Regions from separate parts of the Mus musculus genome. Here region 2 is linked to region 1. Evidence: chromatin contacts called from public HiCAR-type data. All regions are on one chromosome and are shown on one strand. The core of a region is the stretch at or near the end of the contact, and the rest is flanking DNA. Distances in the headings are between cores, read along the strand shown.

Region 1 (6,106 bases), core at 1,239-3,738:
TAAAATTATACTTTCCTTTATTTTTAGCTAAAACATTATAGTGCAAGTTAAGCACAGCCAGAGATCTACCTCCTTACCATTCTAACCTTTAGATGTGCACCTTGAGCTAAATACACCCACAATCTTATCTCTGTTTTGCCTTCTTAAATTATGATCTTAAACTGAGCATGCTCAGAATGCAGTACTTAACTGGGCCTTCTCAGGACTTGTCTTCCCCCTTAAATGAATATGTATAGGTTGCCTGAATAGAAGCCCCAGGCTTTCTTTGTGGAGGGCCCTGCTCAGTTCTGCCTCTCTCCACTCACCAAGATGCAATCCACTCTATTGTTCACTTACACTACTAACAAAGTTTTGCTTTGTTTGACACAGGGTATCATATAACTGGAGCCTTAAACTGGATCTAACTCCTGTGCTGGGATTACAGGTCTGTGCCACCAGACCCAGCTAACATGGGCTGCATCAGCCTCTGCTTGAAAATGGGATGGAATGGGTACCCAAATGGATCTCAGTGCCATAGTGTTGGAAGAGGTTCCAGTGTTTTGCCTGTTGACTGCAAGGGGAGAAACTTGCTTATCAGGAAAAGAGCCAGATATTAAGGGTGAGTAAGGATAAAGAGAACCACAAAGAACTGGTCAAAGACATGAAAGAAAGCATAGTAGTGTAAGCCATGTTGTCTTATTTACTCTTTGATTGCTGTGATAAAACACCACAGCCAGCCAATGTATAAAAGAAAACATTCGATGCAGCATACAGTTACAGAGGGCTAGAGCCCATGGTAGTGGAGCAAAAGGATAGATGAGACTCCTATCTTGGTCCACAAACAAGATGGAGGGAGGGAGGGGAAGGAGGAAAGGAGAAGAGGGGAAGGAGAGAGAGAGAGAGAGAGAGAGAGAGAGAGAGAGAGAGAGAGAGAGAGAGAGAGAGACAGACCCAGTGACACACTTCTTAATCCTTCCTAAACAGTTCCAACTAGGGACCAAGTATTCAAACACTTGTGTGGGACATCTCATTCAAACTACCACACCATGGCAAGATCTTGTATGATGTTTAGAAGCAAATAGGCTTCTGGGGCAGCAAAGATGTATTTACATCAACTGAGTCTATTATATAGTGGAGCGTGTATTAACTGCTCTGCACACATATTTTATTTAATCCTTATGAGACTTGAGAGACTACAAAAGGATAGTCTGCCAGAGAAAGAAAGATGATCATTATGCACACAAGATGTGCCCTCAGACCATAGATTGATGTTCCATAAGCCAGCAAGACATCCAGGAGCCAGATGATGGGAAGTATCTGTAAGACGGAGTATTTTGTCATAGGACAGTAAGTGATTAGATTAGGAGAATTGGAAGTTTATTATCTGTTAGCCAGAAGTGAATAGGACCTCAAGACCAAGGCCAAATGATAAAAGAGGCTTCCCTTTCACTGCACAGTTCTGCTGTGTTAAAATGTGTGATTTCAGCCAGACATTGGGGTACATATCTATAATCACAGGACTTGTTAGTCTGAAGCAGGGGTACACCATGCAACTCTGTCTCAAAAAAGGGGGGACAGAAACTTCTACACAGTGTATGTGGTTGAACTCCAGGTATCAGTGGTAGGTGCCATTCCTCTTAGGAGTTAAAGAACCTCAGAGAACTAACATGCCACCCAATGATGGACAGATATAGGAAACTCTTGACAATGTCTTTCTAACATGCCGGGCTGTGAATTGGCCTCTTCAATTCTAGCACACTTTTGGGAGTGCCTCTTTTTTTGTTGTTTTAAAGTAACTCTCAACTCCTGAATTCTCTCCCTCCGTTAACAGGATGTTATTAAAAATGAGCCAAGTTGCCCACGGACTTTCAGGAGGGGATCAGTATGTACAAGCACTTGTCTGTCTGTTTTGTATTCCCCTGGAGTGGTTCTGTCTGTTCTCTGCTAAGACAGGATCTGACCTCCCTCTGCTCAGACGGGACCCACTCCAGCCTCTCAGCTCTATGTGTAGAGGTTACAAGGCTCACATACAACTAACTACCATTGAGAAGCTGCCGGTGAGGGAGAGGGTAGTATTCTGGCCTCAACACTCAGCTTCTGGCTGAATCCCACAGATCTGATTGTTGAGGGTGAGAGCTGGGGAGGAGATGCTATTGTGGAGAAAGTGGGAGGCCACTTTAAGGAATTTACATAGTACCTTCAAGTTGGTGTTGGCAGGACTGTATTCATCCGCAGCCAGCTACCGGCTCAAAGGCTTAACTGACAAAGCTCCAGCTCCTTCCCTGAGCCAGTTAGAGGAGGCAGTCTAAACTCTCTCGCTTGAGTAAACTCATAGTTCCTACTGGTTCCTAGTCCTGAACAATATCTACAAATAGGGCGCCAGGCATTTCCTTTATTGGCAGCATAGTGACTTTTCCTAGGATAAGCTCAAAATGGAAGGGCCAGAGGCCAGTCTGTACTTAATGGAGTTGGGGGAGGGGGACTGTAACCATAGCAGCAGCAAGAATAACACTAATAGTAGGGATTATGCATGGAGCCCTCTTTCCAGGCCAGGCCACAGTAGGTGGCCTTCATGAGCCCAGACAACCCTTTATCATCAATGGGTCCACATTACCTTCGAGGAAACTCAGTCTGAAAGAAGGAATTTGCCCCAAATCCTAATCCTGCAACTGCTAAGCGACTCAGCCAGGAAGCCAAAATTAACACCCAGACTCACGTTCTATCTGGATTTCTCCTTCTGAATTTTTTTTCCTCAAAATCTTTGGTGTTACGATTTAAAACAAAACAAAACAAAACAAAACAAAAACAAAAACAAATCAGGCTGGTGACAGCTCAGTGATAGAGTACCAGCCTAGCATGTTCAAGGCCCAAGCCCCAAAAGAAAAGAAAAAAACAAAAATGATTTGGTGCCGTAGCAGCACAGGTAGGTTGTCCTAGCACTTAGGAGGTAGAGGCCCAAGGATCAGAACCTAAGGTTAACTTGGTTACAAGGTAGATTTGAGGCCGGTCTGGGTTACTTGGGACTCTGTCTCAAAGAAACAATAACAAATAAAATAAAAATTCAAAATGGGTGGGGGGTTGGATGGGGTGGGTGCTAGAGAGATTGCTCAGCAGTTTAAACACACACATACACACAACATTCTTGCAAAGAATCCAAATTTAGTTCTCAGCATTACATTGTGCAGCTTACAATGCCCATGAACTCTAGGGGATCCCCAGAGTCTCTGTGGGCACCTGAACTCATGGGTGCATATACACACACGTAGACACATAATTTAAAAAACAAATAATAAAAAGAAATGAATCTTTGGAGCTGGAGCGATGGCTCAGCAGTTAGGAACATGATTGCTTTTTCCGGAGGACCCAGCACCCACATGGCAGCTCTCAGCTCTCAGTAACTCCAGTTCCAGGGGATCTGACACCCTCACACAGACAGGCATGTGGGAAAAACACCAATGCACGCGAGCTAAAAATAAATATTAAAAAAAAAAAAGAAAAGAAAAGAAAGAGAAAATTCAGACAGAAGGGCAGAGGAGAGGGCGTGAAGATAGAGTGGGCAATGGTCCATCCTAGGCTGTAGTTGGGTGAGATTCACTCTAATGCTCGAAATCACAGTAGGATTAGTGTGGTTGACAGTACTTAATATATACTACATAATAGCTGGTGGAAAGATCTCAGGTGTTCCGAGAATAAAGGATCGGTGTTTGAAGTCACCAAGCATGCCAGCTCCCCTGACACTCGTCATACACCAGCAGTAAAGTGTCACCGCATACCCTATAAATGTGCCTGGTTATTATGTCACTAAAACAAGCATGCGTAAGTAAGCACGGTGAGAGACAAGTGGTCTGAGACCAGTCTCTTCATTCATGATGAATTCACAACCAGTCCAAAAGAAACAGGAGATTCTGAAATTCCGCACTGGCGCAGAATCCTTGGTGTTTGACATGTGCCCGCTGTGGATTTGGTAATTTGCCATTCGGTAAGTTCTTTATGCACAACTTTCTCCTCAAGCTGGCAAGCAAGTGTGATGACCTTTTTGTGAGATCTCTGAGCTGCTGACTCTCCCCTTACCACTCCACACTGATGCTTGTTCACTTCCCAAATTACCACTGAGGAACTGCCATCCCCATCCCTCCACCCCTACCCCTCCATCCCCGTTCCTCTACCCCCCCTCCATTCACACCCCTTCATCCCCACCCCTCTACCCCCACTTCTCCATCCACACCCTCCACCCCAACCCCTCCACCCCCACTCCTCCATCCCTACTTCTCCACCCCACTCCACCCCAACTCCTCTATCCACACACCCTACCCCACCCCCTCCATCTCCATTCCTCCACCGCTACTCCTCTACCCCCAGACACAAAGAATAGATCTACAGAGATGTTCACTTGAGCATGCCTTACCCATGAAAGGCAAGGCTATTGAGTACTAAACTGTTTCCATACAGCAGTTTTTTCTTTTTTCTTTCTTTCTTTCTTTTTTTCTCGAGAATTCAAGCAAGACTTCAATCCGGACGACCTGGAGCAGTGATTGGCTTTGGGACTGGAGCATGTCAGCCTTATTTCATGGAGTACTCATCCTCCAAATGTGTGCACATTCCATCCTGAGGGCAGCCAGGGGGCTGGAGGTGAGCCTGTTTCCTGCAGACTAATGTTTCTCAAGGGGCGACCATTTCATGTGTCTACCCACGTGCCACTGTCAGTCCAGCCAGAAGGCCACCTCCTAAAATCGGTGCTGGGAGACTAATTGGTTTACCAAGAATTATTAAAAATGTTAGTGTATTTTAGAAAACAGGAGCACTTACTGCATTTCCTGCTGTTTCAGGATAAGAACACAGACAAAATGACTCCAAAGTATTAGTTAAAAGTGAGTTTTAATCTGATCGGTTGGGATTTTGTTTTTCATAAACCAGATTACATAATATGCTCTCTCTGCCACCTTTAAGCCTGCTTGGTCCACGCCAAGCTGTATTCGTGCTAATCGCTTGCGACACAGTACCAGAGTAGACTCCCTACCATACCGATTTTAGTTGGCAGAACTCAGCTCTTGAGACTCCGTGCTCTGTCCCCATTAGTGCCGCGATATTGCAGAGCGTCACCCTCTTACCCTCTGAAGCAGCACTACATTTGTCACAAACCAGTGAGTCCCATGGCGATGGGAGAAAGTAATAAGATGCTGTTAAGAGCTCTGAAGTTCTGAGGTCCTGGGTCACATGCCAAGCATCTCGGAGGAACATTCATTTAATCCTCCAGTCTCTCTTAGCTGCCGAGGCCAGGCTGCATCCAGAGGGCCAGCAGGGAGTTCACTAAGGGAACATTTACAGAGGTGAGGGCAGAGTGCCGCGACCCACGTGGGATGGTGAGAGCCATAGCAACAATGGGAACTTTTCAGGACATATAAGACAGTAGGTAGGGTCAGGAAAAAGGTAAGGTTGCTGGGCGTCTCTCCTGCTTCAGGCAGCTCCCATTGGCCACACCCAACTAGCAGGCAGAGGGCTCTGGGGAATATTAACCAATCAGAGAGTTCATGCTCTTGGCATAGATTATGAAAAAAAAAATTGGACCCATGAAAAGCAAGCAGAGAAAAACGAGCATAACATAGTGGTCACTGTTTTCATTCTTAACCTAAAATACTCAGCAAGAGATGGGGCAGCTGGGGTCAGAGTGTTGGGCTAATTTCCCCCAAGTCAGCTGGAGATTTGGAGCCAGGCTTCCTGACTTAGGCTGCCCTTGATTTGGTCTCTGTGGTCCAGTTACTTTTTCCCATTTTGGACTCAGATGAGCAAAACTCTGCCCATTGTCCAAATCCATCACTTTCCCTGTGACAAATAGGAGCTTACTACAGTCTCTCGGGCCAGTTTTCTCTTCTACGGAAGTAGTTTCAACTCTTCAACTGCCAGACTTGATCTTAGTGTCATCTTACAGAGCCAGACATACTTCAATGAACTGCTGTCCTCCTGGCCTGACGCTTGTACCAGTTTGTTTTCCATTGCTATGATGAAGTACCTGAGGTTGGATAACTAATAAAGAAAAGGAGTTCACTTAGCTCACAGTTGGGGAGGTTTACAGTTTAAATAGTACAGTGCTAGATTTGATAAAGGCTCCACAACTGTATCACTTCATGAC
Region 2 (6,106 bases), core at 2,663-5,162, 750 kb before region 1:
ACACATATTATTAAACAACCCCAAATACCATCTAAGATTTTCGCAAATGGTGCACAAAACGTGCAAGACTTTAAGACTCTGAGTAGTGAGGAAGCGTTAGTCAGAGGCAGGCAGTGAGCAGCAACAGTGATAAGCAGATGTGGGGAGATGGGTTGGATTACAGGACTGCTCAGCAAGGAAGCATGTCAGAATACAAGCAGGGGGACAGTGACATCAACAAAGAAAATCCTGAAATGCATCATAATTGAAGGAAAACACAAGAATTGTACTCAGACACGCCAGAGCGCGCTGTGGTGCTTTGCAGATGTATTCCCCCACAGTGCACACACCATCTCCTGGTAGCTATGCTTACCCTGAGCAACCAAATGCTGCAGCTACCTCTTCCAAGGGCTCCTGGATGGCATGTGTTAGCTAGGCATGGCCTATGGAGGAAAATTACCTGTCCTCCATGCTACAATCTATTGCTATGTGCTGGACTAGTACAGACCCTTAGCCGACTGACTTGCTTAGAGAGAGAGAGAGAGACAGACAGACAGACAGACAGACAGACAGACAGACAGACAGACAGACAGAGACACAGACACAGACACACAGACACAGACACACACACACACACACACACACACAGAGAGAGAGAGAGAGAGAGAGAGAGATATGTCCAGAGTCATCCTCAGAACTTCTACTTGGACCAATGCAGTAAGACTTGGCCACAAGAGGGTATACCCCCAGGCACTTTAAAACCTACTTTGCATCTGTGAGAGACCGAAAATTGGGTTTGCTTTTAGCCTGGTAACCCCAGTGCCAGCCTCTGCCAGGATACCAGTGTTATCTATCATGTCCTATCCACCCTTTCCCTAAAGGAAAGTCTCCTCTAATCTTCAGACCAACCTCAAAGCTACAAAACAAAGAGTGAACGCCATATGGACCCTCGACTTCCCCTGTCTGCAAGCTTCTCCTTTGAAAGGCAGCCCACTTTTGTATTATCTATTACTTTTTAAAATCTCTGCACCTTCTCCTTTCCACACTTATCTTCATAAAACAGCTTTGGGTTTTTATTACTAGTTCCCTAAACTTATGTGGTTTCTAGCATGGCCTTGGCATGTATGCTGAGCAGTAAGGATGTATGTGAATAGGAAAGAGAAACACTTAGAGCCCTCAATAGCGAATGGACGGGGACTTCAGATCTGTTATAACTAATAGTAAACTTCAGCTTGACTTTCAACATCCATCTTAAGCTTTCCTAGTAATGCATTGTTATTGTGTTTTATGAAAGTGCACACCCATGTTGACTGAAGATGTTTCTAAACGTGATTTCTACTCTCTGTCTCCACTTTTCCTGCAGATCAGACAGCAGCTCTCCTTCCAGTCAAGTCATTTCATGCTCCCTGGAGCCGACAGGTTGGGAAGTACTGGTCCTTGCTAGAAGGAACAGTTCCCTTCATGAGGTCAAGAGGTCAACATACCTAGAGACATAACCATAAAGACTCAATGACTAAGTCCAAGCATACCCAGGATCGTCCCAGATATTTTGGCCAACCTTCCAGGTCCAGGAAATGAGTTCTTTTCTATCTAATGGCTGCACCCATGCATCTGGCAGAAAGCACGGTAGCAAGTGGCTCGGTGGCCTAGAGAAAGCCACCTGGTCACAGCAAGGAACTTGAGGTGCTTCAAGCTTATCTTCTCCAGTTCGTTAGGAGTTGCAATTTTTCAGAGGTTCACAAGAAAGGCTTTGTCTCTCTGAATAAAATCTACAAAAGTAGCTAAAATTTCATTTTATCTTCTTTATTTATTATTTTTCATAGTCGTAGGTATCAAACACAGGAACTCACCTATACTAGGCTGAGCTACAACCCAGCTTAACCAATTTCTTTTCAGGATTTATCTCAGTCCTTAAGAAGAATTATAATCCAGGATATGGTGATACAAACTTTTAATCCCAGCACTCAGGAGGCAAAGGCAGGTAGATCTCTGATAGTTCAAGGCCAGCCTGGTCTACAGAGTGTGCTTCAGGATGGCCAGGGCTTTATTACTAAGACTAAGCTTCAAAACAAAACAAAACAAAACAAAACAAAAATATTGCTGGTTTGGTAGTTCACACCTGTAATCTTTACACTCTGGAGACAGAGGTAAGAGGATCAAAAATCATTGAAGGCCATCTTGAACTACATAGTGAGATGTTGTCTCAGAAGAAAATGTGACTGAACCTTTGCTCGGTGCTATAATTATCTATTACTGGCTAGCAAGCCTGTGCAACATCAGTGACTTAGGCCAACAGTAATATGTGTTTGGCTCCTGAATTTGCTGTTTGGATGGAGAGTCACAGAAAGAGTCTGTTTCTCCATCTTAGCTCCTCCTGACATCAGCTAGGCTGCCCTAAGGTTGAGAGGAGTCACCCACAGGCTCTTTGCTGCAGCTAGCACCTGGGCTAAGAGTGGGACAATGGGGTCCCCCTTGCACTCCTCTCTGTCCCTCTGGAGTCTGCCCATGTGGTCTCACCAAGACAGGAGCTTCAGGTGAAGCCACATAAGCACCAGGTTCCCAAAAGTGTGTCCTAGAGAGACTGTGACAAAACAGAGCCACCTCCTATGACTCCTTCCAGGTTGCGTCCTCTGCTCACTGCAGCCAAACCCAGGCCAAAAGAAGAGGCCTCTCTGCTTCTTTAGAAATATGGGCAAGGCCATGTTGGAGGATGTGGTGGTTTGAATATGCTTACCCAGGGAATGGCACTACTGTGGCCTTGTTGGAGGAAGTGTGTCACTGAGGGATTGGGCTTTGAGATCCTCCTGCTAACCACATGGGGGTAAGACTTCTCCTGGTGGCCTTCAGATGAAGACACAGAACTCTCAGCTCCTCCTGCACCATGCCTGCCTAGGCACTGCCATGCTCCTGCCTTGATGATAATAGACTGAACCTCTGAACCTCTGAACCTGTAAGCCAGCCCCAATGAAATGTTGTTCTTATAAGAGTTGCCTTGGTTATGGTGTCTATTCACAGCAGTACTCTAAAAAAGACAGTAGAATATTGTTGTATTTGCACAATACAGTTTATATTGGTCATGGCTATCATGAAATAGTCAAGGCAGGGTACTCTATAAGCAAAATTGCTATACTCAGTCCCCAGTTTTGGAGAGTAAAGTTCAAACAACATGGTGTGGGATGTTGCCCAGGATTTAGGGCAGATGGCAAGGGCATGTAGGGATATCATCACTTCTCAAAGAGCAAGCTGAAATGAGGTTGGGTCAGGCTAAAGCCAAGACCGGGACCAGAGTTTTATAGCACCTAGCTGCTTTATGAGAACTCAGTCTAGGAGACCACCATTCCCTTCTGAGAGCAGCATCAATGATGCAAACACTGCAGGTAGACCACATCTTTTAAAGTTCCACCAGCTCTTACACAGATTGCTAAGGACCGAGCCTCTAGCACATCAGCTTTTGAGAAGACAGACTTAGACCATCTCTAAGGCACAGCACAATTTATTACCACAAATACACAGGAGCAAGAGAAAAGTATGCAACATGTTAGCTTCATGCATTGAATGAGCCCGAGTATAAGATGTTTGGATCCTGCAAATACCCCAGGCAGAGGGGAAAGCCACTGGACCACTCTGGCCATGGCAGACAACTGGAGCCATGAGCGCCAAGAAGAGTTAGTGGAACTTCTCTTGATGTATGTTCCACAAACATTCATCCAGTCAGAGTTGTCACTTATCATTCTGGGGCCAACCCTAGTTAAATGACTCCACAGTACTGACTAGTGCCCTGCCAGGAGATCAATCAGCTCAAGTGCTCCCTCCTCCAGACAGTCCTCTTTGACCTTCCCTGCTAGTAAGCATCACCACTCCACCCAGTGGGGCCTCCACTCCAGCAGTGAGCTCTCTCGGCCACAGTGTGTGAATACATTAGTGATGAGTCACTGGCTTGCCTATTCTGCCTGAATAAGTTCCTCCAGGCCCAGGGCTACATTTTCTGTTGTGTCCCTCACTATGCCTGCCCGGTGACTGCCACAAGGGATCCACTGACCCTTGATCACCGAAAGAGGAAAAAGTATGGTAAAGTTTTAGAGATGCACCCTATTACCATTCTATTGGGTTCATATTGATCTCCTTGGGACTCTCAGTCATATGGACATTCATATGTATCCTGGATGGTGGAAACATGTCTGAGTGTGCATATTTGTGCATGTATGAGTGTATGTTCTGTGTACATTTTGTGTGAGAACAAGCCTGTTAATGCATTTGTACATCTTTGTATAGAAAGATGTGTACATGTGTGTAGATGTGCGTTGGTATTGGTGCAGTGATCCATGTGTCTCAGTGTGTGAACATGCATGTGCTTGCATGTAATGTTATTGATGCTGAGCTTGTGTATGCTTGTCTGTGAACATGTGTCTGCGTCTTTGTATGAGTATATATACACATACGTGTATGTATAGACATATGTGTGTGTGTGTGCACATGTGTAAGCTTGTCTGTGTCTGTGCACATTGACTTGTGTATGAGAGAGGGAAGACACACAAAACTGCACATCCAGAAAGCCAGCCATGGGTCTGCAGGCCTGAGCCTGAGGTACCCCGCCCTCATTGCTGATTCTTCTAGCATCCTCAGGGAGGCCATTCTGACTTCCTCTCTGGACAAGGAGCTAAGCAGAGGTCAAGTGACTTGCTCCAGACCCCACAGCAAGTGGTGGCAGCTCCGAGAGGGTCTGATTGCCAGCTCACTCTCCCTCCGCAGGGCCGAGCTGCCTCTCTGTGGTGTGTTGGCACCTGGCCCAGGCCTGGCTGCCGGGTTCTGAGAGCTCCCATTGTGGGTGAGACTCGGCCCAGAGCCATCACCAGGGCCTGCAGGTGACAGCTCTGTTTTGAGAGGCAGAGGGAGGAGTGACTCCCGAGGAGGCAGGAAAAGGGGTGCCTCTGGTTCTGTGTGGGGAAGGGGCTGAAAATCAGAGGCATGTAAAAGCAGAATGAGGAGAGAGGAAACTAAAGCTGAAGAGGAATAATAAAGATGTCAGGAACTCACACACACACACACACACACACACACACACACACACACATGGAACAGGGGCGAATGACCAACAGCGGGTAAAGCACACACCAACGCAACAGGAAGCAGAGTGCTGGAGGCCACATGGGCTCAGGAAATGTTTTGTTTCCTACTTTAATTGGTGACCTTGCTCACAGTTGCTGGAAGTGGGCACAGCTCAAGAGACTTGAGTGTTGGTGTAGGACAATAGGCAGCTGAATGGCACAGGAGAGCAGCCAAGAACGGTTTTCAGTTCTGTCTCAGAGATGCAAGGAATGGCTGGGCAGAGAAGGAGAGATCAGAACCCTGCAAGCTGGACCCTAGCTGGGCGCTCTGTAGAAAGGCACCCGGACAGAGGTGGCCACAGCCAGGCGCACTGAGACGCAGGGACCGCTGCCCCCTACTCGACTTGGATGAGAGCACCCAGGCAGCCCTGGAAATGGCGTCAGAAGGGAACTGCATTCACCCAAGCTTGCCTCACCAAGTGTGACCAAAGGGAATGAATGGTCTTTAATAGGCTTCCTGAGGAAAAGGAGCCAGGCCTCTCAAAGGACAGGCTCAAGGGACAACAGGCATCCTTAGAGTCTCATCAACAGCCACATCACTGGTGGAAACTGGTTTTAGTTCTTACAGATTGAGACCTGTGAGTTAGGGACAAGAACATAGTTACATGTAGCAATGGGGGAGGGCCACATTGCAATTTCTTCCCATCACCTTCTTCCACACCTCTCCTCTGACAAATAAACACGTGAAAGACATCGGTTGACAGGAACACAGAGTGTGTCCATGTCTAGCACCAGCTAAAACAAGATCCTGCGGTAAAACCAGAAAAATTCACCTAAACTAAAAGGTCGAGGATGGACTCGGTATAAGCAAGCATTTCTCTTCCTGCTCTCTCACAACATCTTTTTTGTTGTTTTTTGTTTTGTTTTGTTTTGGTTTGGTTGTTGTTGTTGTTGGTTTTCTTTTTTTATTTACTATTTTCTTTATTTACATTTCAAATGTTATCCCCTTTCCTGGTTTCCTCTCTAAAAAAATCCCTATCCCCTCCCAACCCATCCACTCCCACTTCCTGGCCCAGGCATTC

The links. HiCAR-type assays count read pairs that join an accessible place to other places.
Region 2: a contact with region 1 is called in a HiCAR-type map of astrocytes, with 6 times the contacts expected there. The contact joins two enhancer-like sites. A contact is called at or near these places in 3 of 39 promoter capture datasets (HPC-7-derived erythroid cells, liver and pre-B cells), 2 of 115 datasets of contacts at active chromatin or transcription factors (astrocytes and embryonic stem cells) and 1 of 9 other capture datasets (embryonic stem cells).

The regions. Positions count from the first base shown.
Region 1 is chr2:146,545,578-146,551,683 of GRCm38.p6, reverse strand. 4933406D12Rik (RIKEN cDNA 4933406D12 gene) reads right to left here. Exons shown (of 4, transcript NR_040502.1): 4 at 5,576-6,000. Among named protein-coding and RNA genes, the nearest start is that of 4933406D12Rik, 5.7 kb to the right of the region's middle. Within about 2 kb of position 2,488, at least 59 of the 459 cell types and tissues checked have an H3K27ac peak or open chromatin away from gene starts, as enhancers often do. A contact at or near this core is called in astrocytes, where this site is marked.
Region 2 is chr2:147,297,342-147,303,447 of GRCm38.p6, reverse strand. The region is part of intron 3 of Nkx2-2os (NK2 homeobox 2, opposite strand); the gene reads right to left. Among named protein-coding and RNA genes, the nearest start is that of Gm14110, 23 kb to the left of the region's middle. Within about 2 kb of position 3,912, at least 66 of the 459 cell types and tissues checked have an H3K27ac peak or open chromatin away from gene starts, as enhancers often do. A contact at or near this core is called in astrocytes, where this site is marked.